2 separate regions of the Mus musculus genome follow, and region 2 is linked to region 1. The links are chromatin contacts, called in public Hi-C maps. All regions are on one chromosome and are shown on one strand. Each heading gives the region's core, a stretch centred on a gene start, on an enhancer-like site or on the middle of the called end of the contact. The rest is flanking DNA. Distances are from core to core; before and after follow the strand shown. Region 1 holds the start of Pstpip1 (proline-serine-threonine phosphatase-interacting protein 1). Region 2 overlaps Peak1 (pseudopodium-enriched atypical kinase 1).

Region 1 (6,530 bases), core at 1,018-3,517:
TACATAAAATAAAAATAAATAAAATTTCATTAAAAAAGAAAAGACTGGATATCCTTTCCTTTTCTTCCTTTCTCCATAACTACACCCACTGCCTCTCCCTGTCACTTGAGACAAGCTCTTACCATGCAGACAAGGCCTGCTTTATTTCAACTTACTTTGGCTCTCTTCTCTCTGCCTAAGCTGAGATTGCAGGCATTTGCCACCGCTCTAGGCCTAAGACTATTTACTGCCAGGCTGCAGGATTCAAAGGCAGTTGAATGGGTCCCACTGTCCACTTCCTCCTTGTCTCTGCTCTGCCTTCCCTGGGAAGCTTCTCCTAACCAAGGCCCTGGGAGCCACTGTGAAGAGAAGCCCAGGATGCCAGCAGCAGTCCAGAGGTGTAGCCAGTACAGGGCATGGCGAGACATTACCTAGGAAGCAGCCCCGGGGAAGCTGGGTCCTACTGCTGCCACCACGCCCTGATGTCTTATATGTCATCCTTTTGCCTGGTCCCTGCCACTGGGCTGCTGCTTTTCTTGGCTTTGATCTGGGGAAGTTGAGGCCAGACATTTGGGATTGGGATTGAGACACTAGGGATAAAATGGACCAGGGTTTCTGGCCTTCCTGGGTTGCAGGTTTCTAAGTCAGAGCAGCGATTGGATTCACCTTGAGCAATGAGCACCCCGGTGAATGAGATGGCCAAAGCAGCTGCTTTCATCTGCAGCTCTGGACTGGTCCTACACTCTTCTCTGTAAACACAGGAAAACTGAGGCCCAGACAGGTACAAGGTGCCCTCTCCAGGCAAGGCCCTCTGTCCTCTGTGAAGTCAGTTTCAAGGGAGGAAGGCCACTCATACTTTAGCACAGACCCCAAGCAAAGCTGGCAGAGAGGAAGGAAGGTGGCTTACTAACCCTCATCCTCCTGGCTTTGACCTTAGGAGTGGGCCCTGGGTGAGTAAAAGGTCCTGAGAGTCCCCTGTGGTGTTGGAGAGTTATCCTCAGGAGAAAGACATCCCCAGCTTTAACCAAAAGGTCTCAGCCTTGTGTCTCCAAGGGACAGTCAGGGGTGGAGGAGACTAGGGGAAGCTGAGGGAAAAGTGGAAAAGCAGGAGAGCTGGGCAAGCGCTGTGGCCTCTACTGCCCTCCTGGCTAGGTTTCCTCATCTCACCGGCAAAAAGATTTGTTTTACACCTGCCCTGAATTTGAAACAGCAGGCAGGAAGTTGCCTAGCCCAGCTGCCTTGTTCATGAACCTGAGGTATGCAGAGATCAGAGACTGGGTGAAAGAGTTTTAACTCTGGCAAGGCACCAGGGCTTTACTGCATTGGATCACCTTCAGTTGTCAAATATCTGTACTTATCTCCATTATACAGATGTAGAAACTGAGGCCCAGAGAGAAACAGCAACCGACCCAGCCCTTACAAAGCTGAGACCCGAACCAAACTAAAGTTGGTCTGGTGTCTGGGCTGCTGACTTCTCCCTTGTACACTCCTCCCTATGTATCCTCCTCAAATCCTCCATTAGGCTGTCCTGGTGAGCTCTGCCGCTGGGGCAGCATGCCCCTGAGGAGAAACAGCCTGAGGCCATCCCTCTGGCTGTGGGGGTGATGTCTGTGAGAGAAATTCATTATCTTAGCCAGGGCCCCTCTTTTGCCTTTCATGTCAGTAGAGACTGTGGCCCAGGCCACCTCCATGATAATTAAGACCAAAGTCAAGGCACAATTTTTATGGGGAAACTGTACCCCTATGTCAGTCTCCAAGGTGATTCCTGCCTGGCTGGACCTGTTCGGCAAGCTCACCGCCCCCAGTCGACTCCACTCACCCAGAAGGCATCTCGGAACTGCAGCTGGGCCATCATCCTCCAAGGGCGTCTGTTGTGTCAAATGCTAGCACTCCTGCTTCAAGCAGGGCTGAACATGGGCCAGGAGCCAGGAGCACGTCCCAGTCCCAGCGCGGCTAGCCCAGGCCCTCCCTCCCACTCCCAGCCGGCGCCGTCTGAAACGCTCAGAAGGCAGCCACAAGCCAGAGGCAACTGCCGGAGGAGGAAAAAGGCTCAACCTGTTTTGTTTGGGGCTAGAATCAGCAGCGAAATGAGGAAGGAGCCCTGCCCAGTGATGGAAGGGTGGGCCACGATTTCCAGCCTAGGCTCTCGCCAGCCCCACTGATGGAGGAGGACGCAGGCTGAGGCCCAGGGCAGGCAGCCCAGGTGGCAGGCAGAGGCTGGGAGAGAGGAAGGATGTGCACAGGCCAGGCAGGCAGGCAGGCAGCCTGAGGCCGGCACAGGAAGGTTTGTGCAACCTCCCCCAGGGCAGGCGCAGGGCTCTAACCCACAGGAAGTTGAGCTGCTGAGTTTCTCCTGCACAGCCCCAGCCCCGCCTGCCACCTGCCACCCTGCTGCCTGCTCAAGTCCTGGCCCAGTTTAGCTTTAGAACTAACAAGTTAGGAATCTCATGACTGTTACTCTCGCCGGCCCCAAGAGGTTAGGTTCTTAGGGTCTCACCCCGGAAAAGGACGTCCACCATTCATTCCAACTTTAGCAGTTCATGCCCTAGACTAGGTCCTACCCTCAAGTTGCTCACAGCACGGGGCGGACTCAATTGCGGTCCTGGTCCCGGGGCTATGAGAGTGGAGACTTGTTTTGAGAAGGTAACTAGCTAAGGGACCTCAGTGTGATGAGGCACGGGTCCTTGACCCCGTGCAAATCTTCACCCATTCCATCTTCAGTTCATAACTGTGATAGAGGGAGACAGGAGTCTGGAGACTCAGGCTCAGCTTTTGTTTAGTTTGGATTCTGCCCTTCACTAGTGGACGGACCTTGATTGACCTAACTCAGAGCCTCAGCCTCCCCATCTGTCACTTCCAGTCTCTGGGAAAGTGTTTCGTATCAAGAATGCCTCTGGAATTTCTCTTTGTAGGGCAAGCAGGTCCTGGGGAACCCTTTCCAGACAGGGTTTGCCCACTCAGCAGAAGAGGCCTCTGGAGTCCTGAGCCCGGGGTGGGCTGGTGAAAAGAATGAGTCAGAGACTGTCCACAAATCACCACCCTTACCGAGGCTTACCTTAGGACCAACTGGGTTGATCAGACAGCTGAGTTCCCAAGTGTGGGTTACACGTGCCAGGGCTTAAAGAGAGGCACACCCAGGCTTCCCTAAACACCCCCAAGAAGAAGCACAGCAGGCCTGCTGCTGGAAGCCCTTCTCTCTAGAATCCCGGGGCTTGAGCTAATGAGCATCTTTTAAAAAGAGATTCATTTCTAATTTTTATTTGCGTGATATGTGTGTGTGCTAGGTATGTACAGATGCCTGTAGAGGCTAGAGGAGGGCATCCAATCCTTTGGAGCTGCCTAATGTAGGTGCTAGGAATCGAACTCTGATCCTTTAGAAGAACACCAGTCACTCATAACCACGTGGTGTAAGTTACCTTAACCCTACAGGCCCTCTGCTGAAGCTACTTTTATTGTTACAGATTGGCCAACTCAACATCTCCATCTGTAAAATGGGATGAAACCTTGAAATCAGAAAGCAGACCAGAGTCCTTTGTTACCAGGAGCCTTGTTTTAACTGACAGGAAAAGCCCAAGCTGGGGTCCCTGCTGACCTCTCCAGGAATCTCTTCCCTTCAGTCTGCTGGGTGAGTCCAGCCCCCACCCCACCCCCAGAGTCTACACCTCCAGATGCAGCCACATCAAAAGAAGAAAGGGAAAACCCAAGTTGTCTTCTCCAAAGTCCTGTTCGTCAGCCTCTTGGGAGATCTTCCCTGGTATCTCATTGGCTAAGAATAGATGGTACTTCAGCATCATCACCATCACAGCAGACCCTTGGGGCTGTCATAGATGCTGGAGAAAGTTACAGTGACCATGAGACCCCCCCCTCCTCAGCTTAGAGCCACAAAGAATGCTGGTGACAGGTCTGCCAGGAGAGGAGGCAGATCTGGTTTCTACCCTAATGGAATTACAGGCAAGTTCCAGAAAGATCTCTCCTTATTGAGTGGAACCAGAAGACAGTGTTGTGATGAGAAGGAGGTAAATGAAGAGGGGGTGGGGAGAGAGTTGCAAGGACGGTTAGAGGCCTGGATGGTGCTACCAGGAAGGCCGAGGGAAGCTGTGGAGTGTAGAGGAGACAGAGAGAAGATAGGACTGGATGGAGACGTTCAAGAAGCCTCAGAAGATGGAACTGTGTGTTAGCGAGCTTCCCTCCCTCCCCAGCCATTGCCCACACCAAACCCAGTCCTCGGGGAGGGGAATCTGTGCCTGAAAAAAAATCACAGCTCTTTAATCACTGTTTCTGCTGCCTCAGAACATAATTTGCCTTGATGTCTAGGCAGCTGTGCCCCAGGCCACACTATGAGGGAGAACCTCACCCAGGCCAGGACAGAGTGTTTGACATAGTATTTGAATATATATGTTTGAAGAATTCAAGAGGTCATAGGCTTAAGGACTGAAAATAAATTGCAAAATCAGTTGTTACAGCCTTGGTTGCCACAGCTAGCCACCTGGTGGGACTTGGGTTTTAAAGTCAGTTTGTCTGTGCCTTTAAACCAGGTAAGCAACAGAAACATTGCCAATGGTAGGCATTTGGGGTTTATTCTACCTATGGGGTTTTTACTTACTATTTACAGTTGCATGAATATTTGTGGAACAAGTGCCAAAATCTATTAAGTTCTGAGTTTTTCTGCCAGGTACCAGATTGGCCTGTGTTCTGCTGGGGACAGGGGAGTTGAGCCAGGCATCTCCATTTATCATGATCAGACTCCTCAGCCTGTGATAGACAGGCAATCCCCAAGGGTGTTGCAAACAAGCTAGGATGTACTAGGTACATGGGACAGAAGTATGTCTGCCGAATATGTCATTTGTTATCCGTCTGAGCCAGGGACAGCCGCCATGCCTCACCCTAAGATGCTATTAGGCATGGTCCTAACCTTGACTTCTTTAGAAACCTGCAGCTGGATTCCTGCTGCAGGCAGAGGGGACCTAGGAAGGAGTAGGGAGGGAGGGGCAGAGGAGTAGCCCAAGGGAAGCAGTGAGAGGCTACCACATGAAGTATGTGTCACTGTCATACGAGATTGCTCTTGAATCACACAAAGATTAGCAAGATGGTTCAGCTGATAAAGATGTGTGACACTAAACCAGATAACTTGAGTTTAATCCCCAGGATCCAATGGTAGAATGAGAGAACCTTCTATCATAAAACACCCTCTGACTTCCACAGTTGTTCTATGGCATGTGATTGCACTCTCATATAACACACACCCCTATATATGATTAATTAACTATCATTTAAAACATGTATACGAAGATATATTCAAGACAGGATTTCTCTCTATATTAACGCTGGCTTTTCTGGAACTTGATCTGTAGACCAGATTGGTCTTGAACTCATAGAGATCCACCTGCCTCTAACTCCCAAATGTGGGATTAAAAGTATGCATTACCATGCCCAACAATAATAGCATGTTATTTGGAATTTCAAGACAGCAACTTTGGAGCATCAGAGCCTGGACAGGCTCAGCTCTGAGCATCAGGGCTCCGTGCAGCTGTGTCTGTACATCAGCGAAGCTATCTGTGCTCACTGCCAGCTGCTCTCCATGTAGCAGAGCGATGCCTTCAGATGCTGATCTAGCCACCTTCTGGCTACTACTTTTCTGAGTGATGGATGTTGTTCTCAGGCTGCTGGCCATTGTCATTACACATCCTGCAGATCCTGCACGGCCTAACCCAGCCGACTCTTCAATACTTGCCACCCACTGGACTTTGATTTTGTCATGTTGCCTCACTCTCTTGTATTTCAGGTCCTTTTTTTCCCAACCTCTCTCCTCTGCTTGGGAAGTTCTTCTTGCCCCTCCCTAGCCTCAACCTTGGCCCAGATACCTACTTCTCTTCAATTGTCATCTCCTCAGGAAAGCCAAGAGATGGACTGGATAGACAGAACGCAGGCAGGACTGACGTTGACTTATATGAGTGTGGAGGAACTCAGGGGCTTGAGGAGGGGACACTGTCATGGAGGCTGCCCTCACTGGTGAAGCTGATGCCAGGCTAGAGGGGAAGTCTGAGGCAAGAGCTTGGAACCTTGGGGGTTGGGGGAACTAGCAAGAAGGAGGCTCTGAAAACTCCTGCCCTAATTTAATTTGGTAATGGCACTCATTTTATCCCTTTTAGTGTTTATGCTGCCTTGATAATGCAACTCTTGGAGGGAGGGAAGGGAGCCTCTGTCCTGGTAGAGCATCCTTCAAATGCCAGTAGGCTGTAGCCAGCAGGATACTCCTGATAGGCTGTTTGATCCTCGGATCGGTATGCTGCCTATGGCTGACCCAGGTGGTCCACTGTTCCCAGGGGTGATGCCTATGGTATCCTAGTTAGCCCAAGGCCCATGTTCTATGTTCTGGGTACCCTCTGGCCTGCTCCAGCATGAAAGCAAGAACCATTCCAGTATACCTGGTGAAATAAATGGAGTCTTCCTGTCTGGGGACACAAACAATAGAAATGATGCTTATTGTGAGACAGCAGAATGCACCAGGATAGAGCAACTATGTTGAGGAGTAAGCCAGAAGCCTACAGACT
Region 2 (6,530 bases), core at 1,931-4,430, 120 kb before region 1:
ACTCGGTCCCAGGTGGGCATCTAAGCCACTGACCCCACTTGGTGGGGGGTGGACAAGGGCCAGCCCCTGATACCAGGGGCCCTAGGGTGACACCTGCTCAGCCCCGGGGATACGGGAGAGAGGGCAGAAGGAAAGAATCCTGTCCGGTCCATGGCTGGAGCACAGGTAGGCCTTCCATCGGGAGATTAGAAACGGCTCATTAGGAAGAAAGCCTATCCCACCATCCAAGCACAGCAGGCCTTGATGAACAGAGAGTCTGTGGTTTTAGAACTTTATTGTAGAAAGGTAGGGGGAAGGAGAGAAGGTAAAAGAGAGAGACCAGCCATGGCCAAGAGGAAAGAAGGGGGAAAGGAGAGAGAGAGAAGAAAGTCTAGGGTAAGAGGTTAAAGAGAGAGAGTGGGAGGAGAGAGTGTAAGAGAGTGAGGAAAGGGAGTAAAAGGAGAGAGTGAGGTGGGGCCAAGCAGCCCCTCTTATGGTGGGACGGTATCTTGTTGTTGCTAGGTAACTGGGAGAAGTCTAGCGTGAAGGTCAGAAGCTTGGGACATTGTGTACGTGACTAAAAGCCACAGCTTCTCCTGTGGGGGCTGTGGGGACGGTAACTTCGACAGGAGCCAGGGAATTCCAGGAGACATGAGGGACCGCCTTCCATCCCATGTAGGTGAACTATCACCACTGGGTTTCACCAGGGTTCCACACCTCAGCTCAACTGGAGACCAGACTGTCTGTGCATAACCCATTGCCCCACAGGGGACGGGATGAGAAAGAGCGCCAGGCTTAGAAATTCCTACAGAATGTAAGAGAACATTTATTATGCTAGTTGTGTTGTCTTCTAGGTATACAAAAGATAGAGCAGAACCAGCTTTGGCATTGCAACACACTCAACTCTGCAAACTGCTAATATTTATCTGGACGCTTACTTATCCTTTCTTATTTGGAAAAACATAAACTGGACATGCAGTCTTCTTGGTACTAAAACATTCAAAATCCTTCCTTCTAGCTCTTTGAAATTAAATAGTGTATTATCTATAATCATAATATTGTACAAGCATCTGAATTCATGCCTCCAACCTATTGTTTACACCTGCTGCTCAGCCATCCCCAGCCTCTCCCCAGCCTTTGAAAACCACTAGCTCCGTCCAGCTTCTATGAGACCATTCTTAGGGATCCACATCTGACTGAGATCACACTGTTGTTTGTATGAGCCTGGTTTATTTCACTTTAGCAAATCATCTCCACCTCCATCCTTGTCATCACAAAACACAGACTGTTGTTATTTTTATGTATATGTACCATAGTTTATTTATCCAGTCAGTAGTTAATATCATTTCCATTTCTTGCCTATCAGTAGTAAACGGTAGAATACTGATGTTCCTTCAACAGTGCTGCTTCCGTTCCCGTGACTACGCAGTGAATGTGTGAGGTCACGTGGTGGCTCTGTTTCTCACTCTTTGAGGCTCCTCTCTGACTGTTCTCCTTCCTGTTCTCACCAGCAGTGTGCACCACGAGGTTCTGTTTCTCCACACTTTTCACCAGCGCTTTTTTTTTTCTTTCGGTGACAGCCTTGCTTTTTTTTCTATGATTTGTTTTTGCTACTTTTTAATTATGTATATGGGGAGGTGAGGTGTGTCTATCTGAGTGCAAGCACCCTCAGAGCCCAGAGGCAGCTGGTCCTCCTGGAACTGGAGTTACATGTGCTTGTGACCTTCATGGCATGTGTGCTGGGAACTGAACTCAGGTCCTGCACAACAAAAGCTAGTATTCCTAACTGCTGAGCAACCTCTCCAGCCCAGGAACATCCGTTCTAGTGGAAGTGAGGGATATGGTTTGCTTTGCCTTTCTCTGGTGTGCGTGTGTGTGTTCGTGTGTGTGTGTGTATGAGTGTATGTCTGTGTGTGTGTGGGGGGGGGGGTGTATGTGTGTGTGTGTCCCATTGTATGCCTTGTGCTAATTACTTTTAATTGAATTGTTTGAGTTTTAGTGATTTTTGTTGTTGTTTTTGGTTGTTGGTTAGTATTTTTTTATTTTGATTTTTGTTTTGTTTGTTTTTTTCAAGACAGGATTTCTCTATGTATCCCTGGCTGTCCAGGAACTCACTCTGTAAACCAGGCTGACCTTGAACTCAGAAATTCGCCTGCCTCCCAAGTGCTGGGATTAAAGGCATGTGCCACCACTGCCCAGTTATTTAGAATTCCTAATACATTCTGAATAGCCCCTTATCAGATATGTAGTTTCAATTATATCTCCCATTGTTATGTTTTCAGTCTGTTTTCTTTGTGATACAGAAGTTTTTTAGTTTGGTATAGTCTCTAATGTCTATTTATGCTTTTATTACTTATCCTTTTAGAGTCTTGTACACAAATTTCTTTCCTGATCCAACATCCTACAGTCTTTTCCCTGTTTCTCCTGGTTTTATAACTTCATAGTTTGAGGGTAAATCTTTAATTCATCTTGAGTTGATTTTGTAACTGATGAGAGCTTAGGGGTCAAGTTCCATTCTTCAGCATGCGTACATCCACTTTTCCAGCTCCGTTAGTTGGAGCCCACAGTCTAAGGGGCTTGTATGAAAGCTGGAGGTGGTGCGCATAAGGCACTGAGTGCAGACTAGAGGTGGTGCACATAAGGCACTGAGTGCAGACTAGAGGTGGTGCACATAAGGCACTGAGCGTAGCCTTGAATGTGGGTCCATGAGAAACGGTAGTCACTTATAGGCTGGCTGCCCAGACCCTTTCTGAAGACTTACTGTGTTCCTAATGAGTCACCTTGCAGTTAATCATCCTCTGCACCTCGTGTGTCTGCTTATGGGAAGTCTAAGTGTGCCTCCTGCTCTCTTTCAGATCTGCAAGAGCAAAGCTAAGGAGTCTCAGCAGTATTACCATAGCCTGGCTGTCCGGCAGAGTCTGCCTGTGCATTTTAACATCCAGCAGGATTGTGGCCATTTCCTTGCTGAAGTCCCTAGTCGTCTGCTTCCCTGGGAGGATCCTGATGCTCCTGAAAAGGCAGAGGATGGCACTGAAGACAGCGAAGAAGAGGGGAAGGCAGAAACTTTGGGGGGAAATCCTGAGCCCTGCTCTGAAACAGAGCCATCCCAGAAAGAGAACCAACGAGTCACAAACAGGAAACAAAGAAGCCACGTTGTGGTCATCACCAGGGAGGTTCCCCATCTCACTGTGGCCGACTTCGTGCGAGATTCTTTGGCCCATCATGGGAACAGCCCTGACTTGTATGAGAGGCAAGTGTGTCTGCTGCTCTTACAGCTGTGCTCTGGGCTTGAGCACCTCAAGCCCTACCACGTCACGCACTGCGATCTTCGCCTGGAGAACTTGCTGCTTGTCCAGCACCAACCTGGGGGAGCTGCCCAGGGCCCTTCTCCTGCAGACCCTTGCCCCACCTTAGCTTGTCCTACAAGGCTCATTGTGAGTAACTTCTCTCAGGCCAAGCAGAAGAGCCACCTGGTGGACCCCCAGATCCTCCGAGACCAGTCCCGCCTTGCCCCAGAGATCATCACGGCCACCCAGTATAAGAAGTGTGATGAATTCCAGACGGGCATTCTCATCTATGAGATGCTGCACCTGCCCAACCCTTTTGACGAGAACCCGGAGCTGAAGGAGAAGGAGTACACGCGCACAGATCTGCCTCGGATCCCTCTCCGCTCCCCGTACTCCTGGGGTCTACAGCAGCTTGCTAGCTGCCTCCTGAATCCCAACCCTTCTGAGCGCATCCTCATTTCTGACGCCAAAGGCATCCTCCAATGTCTGCTCTGGGGCCCCCGAGAAGATCTCTTTCAAATCTTCACCACCTCTGCAACCCTCGCACAGAAGAACGCTCTGCTCCAAAACTGGTTAGACATCAAGCGAACCCTGCTGATGATCAAGTTCGCGGAGAAGTCCCTGGACAGAGAGGGGGGCATCAGCCTGGAGGACTGGCTTTGTGCTCAGTATCTGGCCTTTGCCACTACAGACTCCCTGAGCTATATTGTAAAAATCCTGCAATACCGTTAATATGGCCCGGGCATTGCTTTTATTGTTAAATATCTCCACCTTCCTCATGTTACCCTCATGTCCCTGTCCTGGTATCCACTCAGAATTTAAGGAAAGGAAAGAAGCCAACTGCCACCCTTGTCCAGGGACATGGGCTCCATTCAGCAAGGTCACCTACAGCTTTCTACAGTGAATGGCTGAGTGTTTCTTTACTGTACAGCAGTTCAGCTGCACAAACATGCAGTCACCTTCCCTTGGAGCATTTGTCATCCCAATAGTCTCACAAATGTGGGGTAAAAAGTGAAAAATGCACAGCCATGAAGGAGCAGCTCCCATGGAATGATCTCACCAAGCTGCATACACCTCTTCCATAACTCTGAAGCTCGCCTGCATTAACTAGCTAGCAGTACACACATCACCAACCTCAGCTGTCACCCACTAATGCTCTCACAGCAGATTCCTCTCCCTTGAAGTGACCACCTCTTTCCCTAGAGGACATCCCATTATCCTTCTTGGCTCCGTTGTAGTCACTGGGGACTAGCCTTTGCTCTGGCATACAGTGAAAGGAGGGGACCCTACATAGAGAGCCACCCGGCAGCCGCAACCCTGCTGCCACTGCTTCACTGTCCTTCACCTTCACCCTGTCCCGCCTGCTGAAGTTTGGGTTTATCATTCACTTCTTGTGGTGGCCCATTACAAAGCTGACCAAAGGTGGTATCACCGATGCCTCAGCAGGATGAAATATAGTCCAGAGATTATGAATAGTTGGCAGGATATGAAGAAATAATGTCCTTATGTGTGCAATTCTCCAGGGGCCCTCAGGGAACAGACTTTCAAGTACTGTTCTTTGATTCCTGTCAGACCTACCCGCATGGCAGCCAGGCCTGGTGGTGTCTGTCTGAGTCAGAGTTTCTTCCCCCACAAGCAGTAATTGGCCAGCTTCCTTCCGTCAGTAAGCCGGTATTAACTAGTCTGCCAAATGCTGTCGGCAACAGCCCTGAGTGAGATGGTTATCCGTTTAGCGTCACCATCACCTTAGAAAGCTACCCGAAGCTGGCTATTGGAATGGCCGGAAGACAAGGGGAATGGGAAAGGTCACGAAGATGGCTGACCTGTTCCTCGGAGTGCGAGCCTCTTCCAGAAAGACTGCCTCCCAGAGTGAGTGGCACGTTGCTCCTAAGACTCTGCAGTGGGTCTGGAGCTCGGCTCACAGGAAGGCTGATGGCTGCAGTGGGTGACTGAGAGTTGTTCCCCGTGGAGCCCGGGCTCTCCCGTGAATTATGTGCAATTTTTGTATGTATTTTTAAGCTGTATATTACAGTGTTTATGTTGCAACTTTCCATGAGTGAGAACTGCAGAAGCCTTTCTGTCTTCCCTTGGCACATATTTGCGCTAAGAGGCGAGTGTCCTTTCCACCTGTGTGTATGTACACTCATGTGCTTGTTTTATTCAAAACTGTGAGTCTCTGTTTACTTCACCCTTGAAATCCCAAGAGTCACTTGAATGGTAAGTGAGTATGCGTGTGGAACCAACCATGTTGCATGCACATGCTGGAGCTAGGCTTCTGGGAAAGCAACCTACAGTGGGGTAGACAGATCCATTTTGTATACCTTGCCAGTGAAGAAAACCCAGAAAGCCCTGGTCCACCAGCGCCGAGTTGTCTTAAAGCCAAGACTGATTTTGTGCAGTATTATTTGGGTGGCACCTTAGTGGCCTTGGAAACTTGTAGACTTTTAACATTTTTAACAGCCTTTCACATGATTCACCTTTATCAAAGAGGATCAAAAAAGGAGAATGTATTTTATTATGCATTTTAAAAGAGAACGGTATGTGTGAGGCTGCATATGGAGGGTGGCTTGTGTTCCTGGCTAGTGCTCTGGACTCCCAGGAAAGAGAGCTGGTTGGCCCACAGTGTCTTGTGTCTCCTACACAGAATGACCATGGAGAGGGCAGCCATGAGTCATGGCTGCACCATGCCCAGCAGGCTAGGGTTTGAGTCAGCTTACATAGCCCATGGTCACAGAACTCCCTGCCTAATGATGCACTGAACTGGCTGCATAAAGACCACTGACCATGTCAGCGGGCACAGTCCTTCACTTTCCACAGTACTTGCAGATTGAGACATACCTTCTCCACGTCACGCTCATGGTGCCTTGCCCATGTAAATCTGAATGTTGACTATTTAATGAGGTTACATATTTAATGCAGAATGTTCCCTAGGCTCCTCTGTTTGTTCTGTCTGTAGAAATCTCTCTCTTTTTTTTCCTGTTATCTTAGATCCAGCCTTCTTTCACACTATAGTAGAAAAAGTGTGCACACTTCTGCTACCATTGTCTCACTGCATTGGTAAGCTGAGCATCCTCCCTCCACGTGACTCTCACTATTCTTATGACCGCACTAGTGAAGGACAAAGATGAAAACCAGCTAATAGGAAAAGAGCGTCCGACTTTCTAGAGACAGGAGTTAATTCTGTCTGGGGGATGGCCACAGAATGAGGGCAGGGAAGAAGGTGTCCAGGTTAGGTCAGAGCAGAGACAAGAACTACATCTCTAG

The links. A called contact is a pair of places that touch in the nucleus more often than the background predicts.
Region 2: a contact with region 1 is called in a Hi-C map of CD8 T cells, with 2.2 times the contacts expected there. The contact joins the enhancer-like site here to the promoter of Pstpip1 in region 1. A contact is called at or near these places in 4 of 39 promoter capture datasets (the 3T3-L1 cell line, cranial neural crest, macrophages and 1 more), 1 of 15 datasets of contacts at CTCF or cohesin (CD8 T cells), 11 of 484 Hi-C or Micro-C datasets (the Ba/F3 cell line, CD4 T cells, CD8 T cells and 6 more), 1 of 115 datasets of contacts at active chromatin or transcription factors (bone marrow-derived macrophages) and 2 of 9 other capture datasets (adipose tissue and macrophages).

The regions. Positions count from the first base shown.
Region 1 is chr9:56,085,713-56,092,242 of GRCm38.p6, reverse strand. Pstpip1 (proline-serine-threonine phosphatase-interacting protein 1) reads right to left here and starts at 2,267. Exons shown (of 15, transcript NM_011193.3): 1 at 1,799-2,267. The coding sequence starts at 1,834.
Region 2 is chr9:56,203,916-56,210,445 of GRCm38.p6, reverse strand. Peak1 (pseudopodium-enriched atypical kinase 1) reads left to right here. Exons shown (of 7, transcript NM_172924.3): 7 at 2,835-6,530. The coding sequence ends at 3,998. Among named protein-coding and RNA genes, the nearest start is that of Peak1os, 34 kb to the left of the region's middle. Within about 2 kb of position 3,180, at least 71 of the 459 cell types and tissues checked have an H3K27ac peak or open chromatin away from gene starts, as enhancers often do. A contact at or near this core is called in CD8 T cells, ECoMG-derived neutrophils, adipose tissue and 2 more, where this site is marked.